Regions from separate parts of the Mus musculus genome. Here region 1 is linked to region 2. The links are chromatin contacts, called in public HiChIP or PLAC-seq maps. All regions are on one chromosome and are shown on one strand. The core of a region is the stretch at or near the end of the contact, and the rest is flanking DNA. Distances in the headings are between cores, read along the strand shown.

The links. HiChIP or PLAC-seq counts read pairs in DNA pulled down with a chosen protein or histone mark.
Region 1: a contact with region 2 is called in a BATF HiChIP or PLAC-seq map of CD8 T cells, with 23 read pairs. The contact joins the enhancer-like site here to the promoter of Icos in region 2. A contact is called at or near these places in 1 of 15 datasets of contacts at CTCF or cohesin (CD8 T cells), 10 of 484 Hi-C or Micro-C datasets (CD4 T cells, CD8 T cells, Th1 cells and 4 more), 2 of 115 datasets of contacts at active chromatin or transcription factors (CD8 T cells and regulatory T cells) and 1 of 9 other capture datasets (pancreatic islet).

What each region holds. Positions count from the first base shown.
Region 1 is chr1:61,137,303-61,141,626 of GRCm38.p6, forward strand. No RefSeq gene overlaps it. Among named protein-coding and RNA genes, the nearest start is that of Icos, 160 kb to the left of the region's middle. Within about 2 kb of position 2,154, at least 74 of the 459 cell types and tissues checked have an H3K27ac peak or open chromatin away from gene starts, as enhancers often do. A contact at or near this core is called in CD8 T cells, Th1 cells, Th17 cells and 1 more, where this site is marked.
Region 2 is chr1:60,976,322-60,981,038 of GRCm38.p6, forward strand. It overlaps Icos (inducible T cell co-stimulator), which reads left to right and starts at 1,593. Exons shown (of 5, transcript NM_017480.2): 1 at 1,593-1,695. The coding sequence starts at 1,638.

The DNA of each region.
Region 1 (4,324 bases), core at 904-3,403, 160 kb after region 2:
GTTCCATTTCAGGAAACATCACTAAAATATTATGTTATTTTTTTTCACAGTCATTAGCTAAAGGAGGCTCTACTACGCATACCGAAACCATCAGTAGAGTGGTGTGTGTGTGTGTGTGTGTGTGTGTGTGTGTGTGTGTGTGTGGTGGCTCATAGCAAAAACTGATGGGGAAAAGCTTATTGAGGGAAAAATCTGTATGTGTTTATTTCATGCTTTCACCATGAAATAAAATATTCTTATTGTTCAATTTCTTAAGAAGATTTACAATGTTGAGTATCCAAACTTCTTAAAGAGGTTGAATATTTTCCTCTGACTGTGCCTCATTAGAGCTCAGAGATCAAGAGTAAGGCAGGAAAAAGGAGGCGGGAAGAGAAAGTGAGAAACAGAGAAACCAAACCGTGGGAGGCAGAGATACTAGACCCTAAGACAGGGGTGGAAGCCACTGGGACTCAGTCATAAGAAGCCATTTGTTTTGTTTAACTATTTGTAGATAAAACAAAGACCAACATTTGAAAAGCCTCATGTCTCTGAGGCTAAGAGCACACACTGATCTTCCAGAGGACCGGAGCTAAGCTTCCAGCATCCACACTAGGCAGGAGGCAGCACACTGCTGCCTGTAACTTGTCAGAGAACCCAATACCTCTGCCCTCCAGGCACAGACAAATAATTTAAAATAATAAATATCAATACTGAAAACGATCTGATAATAAAAGAGAGACAGAGAGAGCAATAGCTATAGTAAGGCTGCAGTTCTCCTTGGGTAAGTCAATACGTGTTAGCCGGATCTGCTGGGTGTTGCATCCATTAGCCAGATCTACGATAGTTGCGGGGTAGGGGTGGAGTTGGGATGGGTGTGTGTGGTGTGATCCACCGGGGATGATGGGTTGTTAGTTCAGGCTTCCAGGGTGGAGCGAGTGAGCAAGTGGAATTTCCACTAAGGTGCTACCCAGAGTTTGTGTGCCCACGCTCGGCGCTACATACCAGGTGCATTAAAACCAACATTAATTAGGTAAAATAAACAATTGGAGCTTTCTGCAGGGCGTTCCACTTAAATACTAGATTCCTTTTACACTGTTGCTTCATGCTGCTTCTGACCTCTTTTCTGGTACAGTTTTGAGATAGGGCTAAGTAGCTCTGGCTCTCCTGGAACATTCGGAGATCCATAGGCCTCTGCTCCTCCCGCCCCCTTTACCCCACCCCACCCCTGGACACCACCATGCCAGGCCAGGCCATACTTTTTGTTTTTTAATGTTCTTGTATATTTCTGGTCACAGCAACTGTTCTTTCTATAAAGAAATTTCTTCAGATGTATAAACAGGCAATCACATTGTAAGTTTTATCTGATTATTTTTCTCTGTGGGAGAATTCCCGGAAGGATCGAGGGATATCTGTCATCCCTGCTCCAAGCTATCTACCCATGGTTGTTCTGTGAATATCTACAGTCATGTGACCGCCTACGTGTATTTTGTGGCTTTTAGAAAACTGTTACCAATTTCAAAAGATCACACAAAACTCCTGAGAACAAAATAAGGCTATAACACGGGTTTCACAGTCCTGAATTTGTATTTATCACAAACCCACTCACTCTCCAGTTCAGAACCCCTTCTCTTGGGAGCATCTTTGGTTCGTACAGTTAGTACAGATTCTCCCCACCCTCTATTCTTCCCATCACAGATATTCAGAAAATAGAAAGTATATACTGGAGGATCTATAGAATTTGCAAGTTTTGGAAAGCTATAAAATAAAAATTTTCTAGACCGGAGCTCATCTCATCTCATTCTGATTTTGAATTTAAAAAAAAAAAAAGTTAAAACAGCGGGATTGGGTTCAGTTTACTCAAGTACTCAAATTACTGGGTGGAAAACTCCAGTTGAAGTCGATGTTCTTTTCCTAAAAGCAATTTGTTCATATGTAAAGAATAAGAAGGCAGTGATGCCCCTCTTATTTTCCCTTGAAGCCCTGAGGGGTCTCCTTGATGCTTGGGGTTCCTGAAAGAGCCTAAATCCGCAGACCCTGCGAGAGTGGGGGCGGGGAAGCGCCCCCCCCAAAGAATTACCCTCATCTTCCTCCAGGTGTCACTACAGGCCTGCGCATTTCTTTCGCCTCCCCTCACCCTCCTTGTCCATTGATAAAGTGGAGGGTGATTTGTGATCCGCCTCGCTGTGATTGCGGAGGGAAACAGCCATCTTGGCTTGTCTCAGTAGTAGATTTGTTTTTCTAATTTCTTTATACTTGAAGGTTTACCAGATGCTTTATTGCCAGAGCGAGGCTGACTTGCGGTCTCTTTTCTTTCTCCTATCCCCGGCCCCGCACCCCTCCTTTTTGTTCCTAGAGACAATCAGTGTCTCTGGTCCCAGCTGCCACTGCTGATTTTTCATTACAGTTTAATTTAAAACTGGGATTGGAATGGAAATGTCTTTTTGCCATTTGGGGTTTGCAAGGCCTGTGGTTTTATTGCCAAAGGCACAAATGTTAGTTACTACTGTTTTTCCAGAGTTTGCTGGGGAGGGGTGGAGGTAGAGATGTGGGGGGTGAGAAAGACAGCTGGACTCTACAAAAGTGGGAGGGGAAATAGAGGGGGAAATCCCTCTCTGAAGGCAACGTTATTCTGAGAACTGTTTTGTCTGATGTTTTCAAGAATCTCATTTGGGTCTCGAGGAGGAGAAGCTAGAGATGTATCTCCTTAAATGTCCTTCCCTGTAGGTTAAATATTTGTCAGCCCAGCTAGTGAGATACTAGATGGATCACTATAGAGGGTGATCACCAGGTGGGATCTGCACTGCCGGGGGGTGGGGGTGGGGTTGGGGGAGATGGGTTCCCGCTTAAGGATAGTACATCTGTGGATCCACTTGACTGCAGCTGGCAATGGGAACACCCAAGGAGGGACTGCTCTGTGTACAACCTCAGAGGGAACAGTCTGTTTATAATTGCCATCACATAACGTCTTTCACTAGCTTCTGCCTTCTTGCTCCTTTGCAATTCTCGAATTGCACTCTTAGAGTTTATTATCCGCCAGTCACGGAACCCAGTCCAGTCACAGGCTGGTCCCTATAATCCCTCAGAAGGTTCTTAGTGATGGGCTGAGGGCTGGGGAGAGGCTTCAGTGCCCTTAATCCCTGCACTGTGGAGGTAGAGACAGGAGGACCCTGGTACTGACTGACCAACCAGCTTAGTCTAATTGACAAGTTCCAGGCCAAAATGAGATAGAAAGTTGCTGAGGAATGATACCCTGGGTTGACCTTTGGCCTCAAGATAGGCACGGGGTGGGGGTGGGGGGCGCGCGTGAGCACACACACACACACACACACACACACACACACACACACACTTACCAGTTTAATGGACTGATTTAATTATATTCAAATCCTCCTAAGATTGGCTATGTTTGTACTACTTGAGTGTAAAACTGTGAGAGAAGGACATTCGTACTCGAAAGTAGTCCTGCAGGAACAGCAGGCAGGCAGGCAGGGAGAAAGGAAGCCTTCCTCCGAAAGCCCACATTTAAATACTTAGTATCTTAGTATCGACATTGAGAACAGTTGTTTCCCAGTTGTAAGGGATCTGCAGAAGCCAGAGTGTCTTATCTGTCATGCTAAAAAACAATTACTGTCTCCCATCCCAGCAAGAGCCCTGCTCTTCCCGGATACACCAGTTTGGGATGTCAAACTGAATGCTCCATTATCTCCAAGATCCCGCTGACTCCTCACAGGTTGAACATTTCAACTTCCCTCCAACTGGCCTCAGGCAGCTGGGAGGCTCGTGAGCCTGCCTGGGGTAGACACATCTCACTGTGCGGAACAACTCAAAGGCTCTGGGAACTTCCCAGGGCCCTTCCAGTTTCTGTTGTCAGCCTGCGTGTTTTGTGTGCTCTTGGTTAATTGGGACATTTTGTCCAAAAGCAGCCACGTACCAGGCAGGGCCCTTTTATAAATTGCCCCTATTGGCTCTGGAGTTTTCCATTCTCCTGCTAGAAGGAGGAGAGGAAGTGGTTGGAGCAACCTTCCAGAGATCCCACAGACTTATTTCCAAGACCCTTTTGGTCATCTTCAAAACCCACAAGAACATTCTAGTGGTTTCCTCACAGAAGCCATCCCACATCCCATTAACAAAAGGAGAGAGAGATCCACTCCAACTCCCCCCCCCCATCCAGTAGGTCAGAGTTCATGACACACACAAGGGGAAAGAAAACAATAACAAGGAGAGAGAGGCAGGCATTTAACTCCCCCGCCCCCACAAACATTCCGCCCCAACCCCAGCTGCCCTGCCTCGCTCTGACAGCCACCCATGGAACAAACAACAACAAATCTCTCACATGTCCTCAGCC
Region 2 (4,717 bases), core at 343-2,842:
TATATTCATAGTATTTGGTATTCTCTATACAAAGTAAGCCATTTGTTATTCTACATTGAAGTGTGTGTGTGTGTGTGTGTGTGTGTGTGGTATGGTGTGTAGTATCCATGTGTTGTGTGTAGTCTATGAGCAGTCATTGAGAGGCCAGAAGAGGACACTGGGCACCTTCCTCTATCATTCTTCCTGCTGTTCCTTGAGACAGGGTCTCTCATGGAACCTGACACTCACCATTTTGCTTAGGCTGACTGACAAGTGAGCTCTGAGGATCCTCCTGTCTGCCCTCCTGTGGTGTTCTGTGGTTACAGGCATGCACAACCACACCCAGGTTTTGCAAGGTTGTTAAGGATTTGAACTCAGGTCCTTATGTTTGACAGCAAGTGCTTTTACCCACTGAGCCATTTCTCATCCTCTTTACCTTTAAATTATATATATCATATATATATATATATATATATATATATATATATATATATATATAATATATATACCACATATATATTATATTATATTATATTATATTATATTATATATAATATTATATATAATTAATTAAGATATATTTCATATAAAATTTAGGTGGCTGTAAATAAATTATTTGCATTATTGCCATTGCTACTGTCTTTTTTCTCTTTCTGCAGAGACAGAGATTTTTATCAGGCATCTTAGCTTTCTTGCTTCATTTGCACCATACATGCAGACAGACTCTCGAGTTTCTACAGATGACTGTAACTTAGAGAAAAGGGGTTAAGTCACTTTAAACCTGACCCTATCATTTATAAAATCATAATCTACAATGAACACCATATAAATATTATTTCTCATATTCCAGGAATATTCCTCTTTCAGATGTTTTAAAATGTCATTTTCTTAAAAACTTTCATTTATTTTCTGTCCTATTTCAAAGGCCTTACATCTCTGGAGTAAATAGCCCTGACAAATGTGTCAAAATATGCCTTATTCATAATTTGTGTTGGATCCTGCAGTCCCCAGTAGCTATTGATATAGAGATCTGAATGAATTGCTTCTGAAAATGATGGGCTTTGTGTTTCTAACCAGAAAGAGGGTCACATTTTCTTCCTGCCTTCATGATCAACAAAAATCTGTGAATTAAGCATCCACCCTACAAACGGTAATGCTTTCCACCCAGCAGTGATATGAATGGTCCATGAAGTCCCTAGAAGCACAAATGACACATAAATAGCTTTGAAAATGAAATCCATCCATCCATCCATCCATCCATCCATACATACATACATACATACATACATGCATCCATTCATCCTTCCATTCTCACATCCATCCATTCACTCATTCATACATGCATGCATCCATCTATCCATTCATCCATTCATCCATCCATCCATCCATCCATCCATTTATTCACACATCCATGTATTCATTCACACATTCATCCATCTAGTCATTCATTTACGCATCTATCCATTCATACATCACCGGGTACTTGCCATGCAGGAGGCGCTGTGATAGCTCTCCAAGTAGAAGTGGATGATAAATGTGACACCACATCAACCTCCACAAACCCACTTCCTCTCCAGAAAACTGAAAACAACTGAGATCACGACTTCACTGACACTTTTGAGCACTGGAGGAGAAGACTGCAACTGCTCCTGGCAGACATGAAGCCGTACTTCTGCCGTGTCTTTGTCTTCTGCTTCCTAATCAGACTTTTAACAGGTGAGTGGCCATCCATAGCTCTTATTGAGTTCTACTTCAAGAGAACATTAAGAAAAATCTGAAGTAGAAAAATTAAGTAAAAATGGAAAATGATTTTATTTTATTTTATTTTATTTTATTTTATTTTGTTTTTAACAAGCACAGACAGTTTCAGAGGCACTGAAGCTCACGGCTCAGGGCGTCATGCCCGGTCAGCGTGGATGTCAGTGCTTCTTTTGATACTGTGTTTTAACATGAAAAAGTACATTTCAACAGACCATTAAAATTTTAAATTACTTGTTCAAAGTTACCTGACAGTGTATAAAGTAGGAGAGTAGCTCACTCTTTTTAGAGAAAGATGAAAGGCAAGATTATTTGTGTCAAAAGAATAGAAATTGAATAGCCCTGGAAATCCTTCTATAGTAGAGAAAAAAGTGGATGACTTCCAAAAGGAAAATTTTGACTTTACTCTTACCTGGTTGGTCCTAAGTCTTAAATGTACAGTCTGCCATAGGGTTGGTGGTTTTTGTTTTGTTTTGTTGCTTTTTATTTTTGATTGTTTTGTTTTTCAAGACAGAGCCATACCAATCCTGGCTTATCTTATAAGGCTTTTAGACACTAGATATGAAGATCACCCCAAATGTAAAAAGGGGGAGAAAATGACTGACAGCATTCACTAGTCCCTCTAGACCTTAAACATTCTGGAATCTTTGACTCTTTTTCGTGGGTGACATTTATCAGACTCTACATGAGAAGTTTAAAGAGGGTCATGTGCAGTGTAAGTAATTACATACAGTCTTTTGCTGCTTCTTATTATATGCACTTACATACTGTTCTTGAAATTGGGATAAGTGAAGTGAAACATTAAGTGGTGGGAAATGCCTTTAATAGGAGAAGCAAAAGCAGAATGCTCAGTGGTATAAGTCCATCTGGAAATGCATTTTTTTCAGTGGTAGAAAGAAGGAGACATTACTTTTCTCTCCAAAAAGAAGTCAAACCTAAAATTGGATTTATTAAACATTTAGTATTGTGCTGTTTCAAAGGCACTCAAATGTTCTTAAGAAGGATGAAGAGCGAAGACCTTGTTGTATTTACCTGGAAGAAGTACTAAGAACAGCTCTGGGCCAGATGTGTTTTCTACTCTGCACGCTAGTTTTACAACCCCCCTGAAAAGCTTAGCAGCATACGTGAAACAAGAAAAACCATGGCAGGGAGATCCACTCATTTACTCATCCACTCATCCGTTCATTCACGCATCACTGGACACTTGCCATGCAGGAGATGCTGGGCTGGCTATTGTATAAACAGTGGTGAGCAAGACCAGGCAGGCCCACTCTGCTGAGACTAGCTGAGTACTAGTGAAAGAGACATGAATCAAACAATCGTATGAATTGATGGCAAGAGAGGGCACCAAGGATCCAGGTCAGACAGGGAGGTGTGTGTGTGTGTAGCTAGAGCCATACAGACTGTTCTGTGGAAATGACGCTTGAGTTGAAATTGGAAGGACAGATAGGAATCAGTGGGAAGAGCAGTGTCAAGAGAGGAAAGACAATTCAATGGAAAGTCAATCCAAAGGATCTGTAGTTTTCAAGGAAGGTCAGAGGGCTGATGTGGCTGAGCACAGGGAGGAAGGGAAGCTGGGCATGATGCCAGATGAGGCTAAGAAAGAAGTCAGTGGTCAGACTTCTCAGCCCACAGGGCCATGCTAAAGAGTTTGGAATTTCTTCCAAGAACATTTGTACAAGTTATTGCATGGTTGGTTTGGGATGCATCAAAAGTTTTCTGTATCCCAAACCCATTCGGGTAGTTGTGGTGGTGGTGCTGTACTCAAAAGACTTGTATCAACAGTGGTGTCATTTCTGTAGAGGGATGGATTCAGCTGTAGGATTCTCATGAGTTGCCAAGCTAAGCTGATCAATAAGATCTTCTGGAATAGTCACCTGAGATCCTTAGTGAGTAAAAACCAATGTTCGTTAGTCTTATGACACAAAAAAAACTGTGTTATGTAGAATGCCATTTTCCAATGACAGGTAAACAGGGGTAATAAACATGCCAATGATCATCATATTAAACGTTGCCCTAGGTCACACACACCCAGGAACTCCTAATTTCATAGCTATAAACAGAACCAAACTGCAGGAAACTAAACACTCATGGGTAGTTATAACACTTTTAGTGTTTCTAACTCTTGGCTCTGTCTTGACAAAATGATACAGGGATTCTTGCCCTCAGGCAGTACTGATAAAGACTCATAAACCAGGGAAGGCTAAGTGATTTGTCACACAACACTTAGTGGCAGAACCATTGGTAGAAGCCCAATGTGCCCAGCTCCATTGAAGATTTGTGAACAACACAAATTAAGAAGATTGAGAATTAAGAAGGTTGAGAGTCTTGAACATTCCCAGTCTTCAATGGATCTCAGTGTAAAAGTCTACAAAATATTTTTGTTTTAATGATTCTGGAATGGCAGAAGGCTCTTTCTTACAGAAGGATCCGCAGAAAGAAGCTATAAGAGAAGAGCCCCTACTTGGGCAATGGGGGTGGTGTGGGTGACCTGCTGAATTCTGGCTTTAGGAAGACTACTTTGAAGGCAGTGTAGAGTGAAGCCAGTGGCAATGACTGACAGCTGGTGATATCCAGCAAATGCTTGTCTCAGAAGGTATTCTCCTAGGAAGCTGGGATGGTAGACCTCAGACTCACTCTATCTCTGACAGTGACTGAACAGTTACTCGAGAATCCCACCATCTCTGGAGAAATAGCCATTTGGTGTTCTTAGCACCAGATCCTCCCCACAGAGCTCAGAGAGGTCTGGGGTGATGAGCTGACCTCTGGGTCCTCCCTTTGAGCACCTGTTTCTAGAATTCAAACTGCATTGAAAAACTCTGCATTGCTAACCTTTTGTCTGGATAGATGAATGTAAGCCATTCTCAGCATGATAAGCCTTGATTTTATGCCTCCAAGAGTGTATGTATTTACCTCTGATTTTCCTGTGTTATTTAATCTCCTTGTTTTTCTCTGTGTTTTGTTGAGATAGTAACCTTTC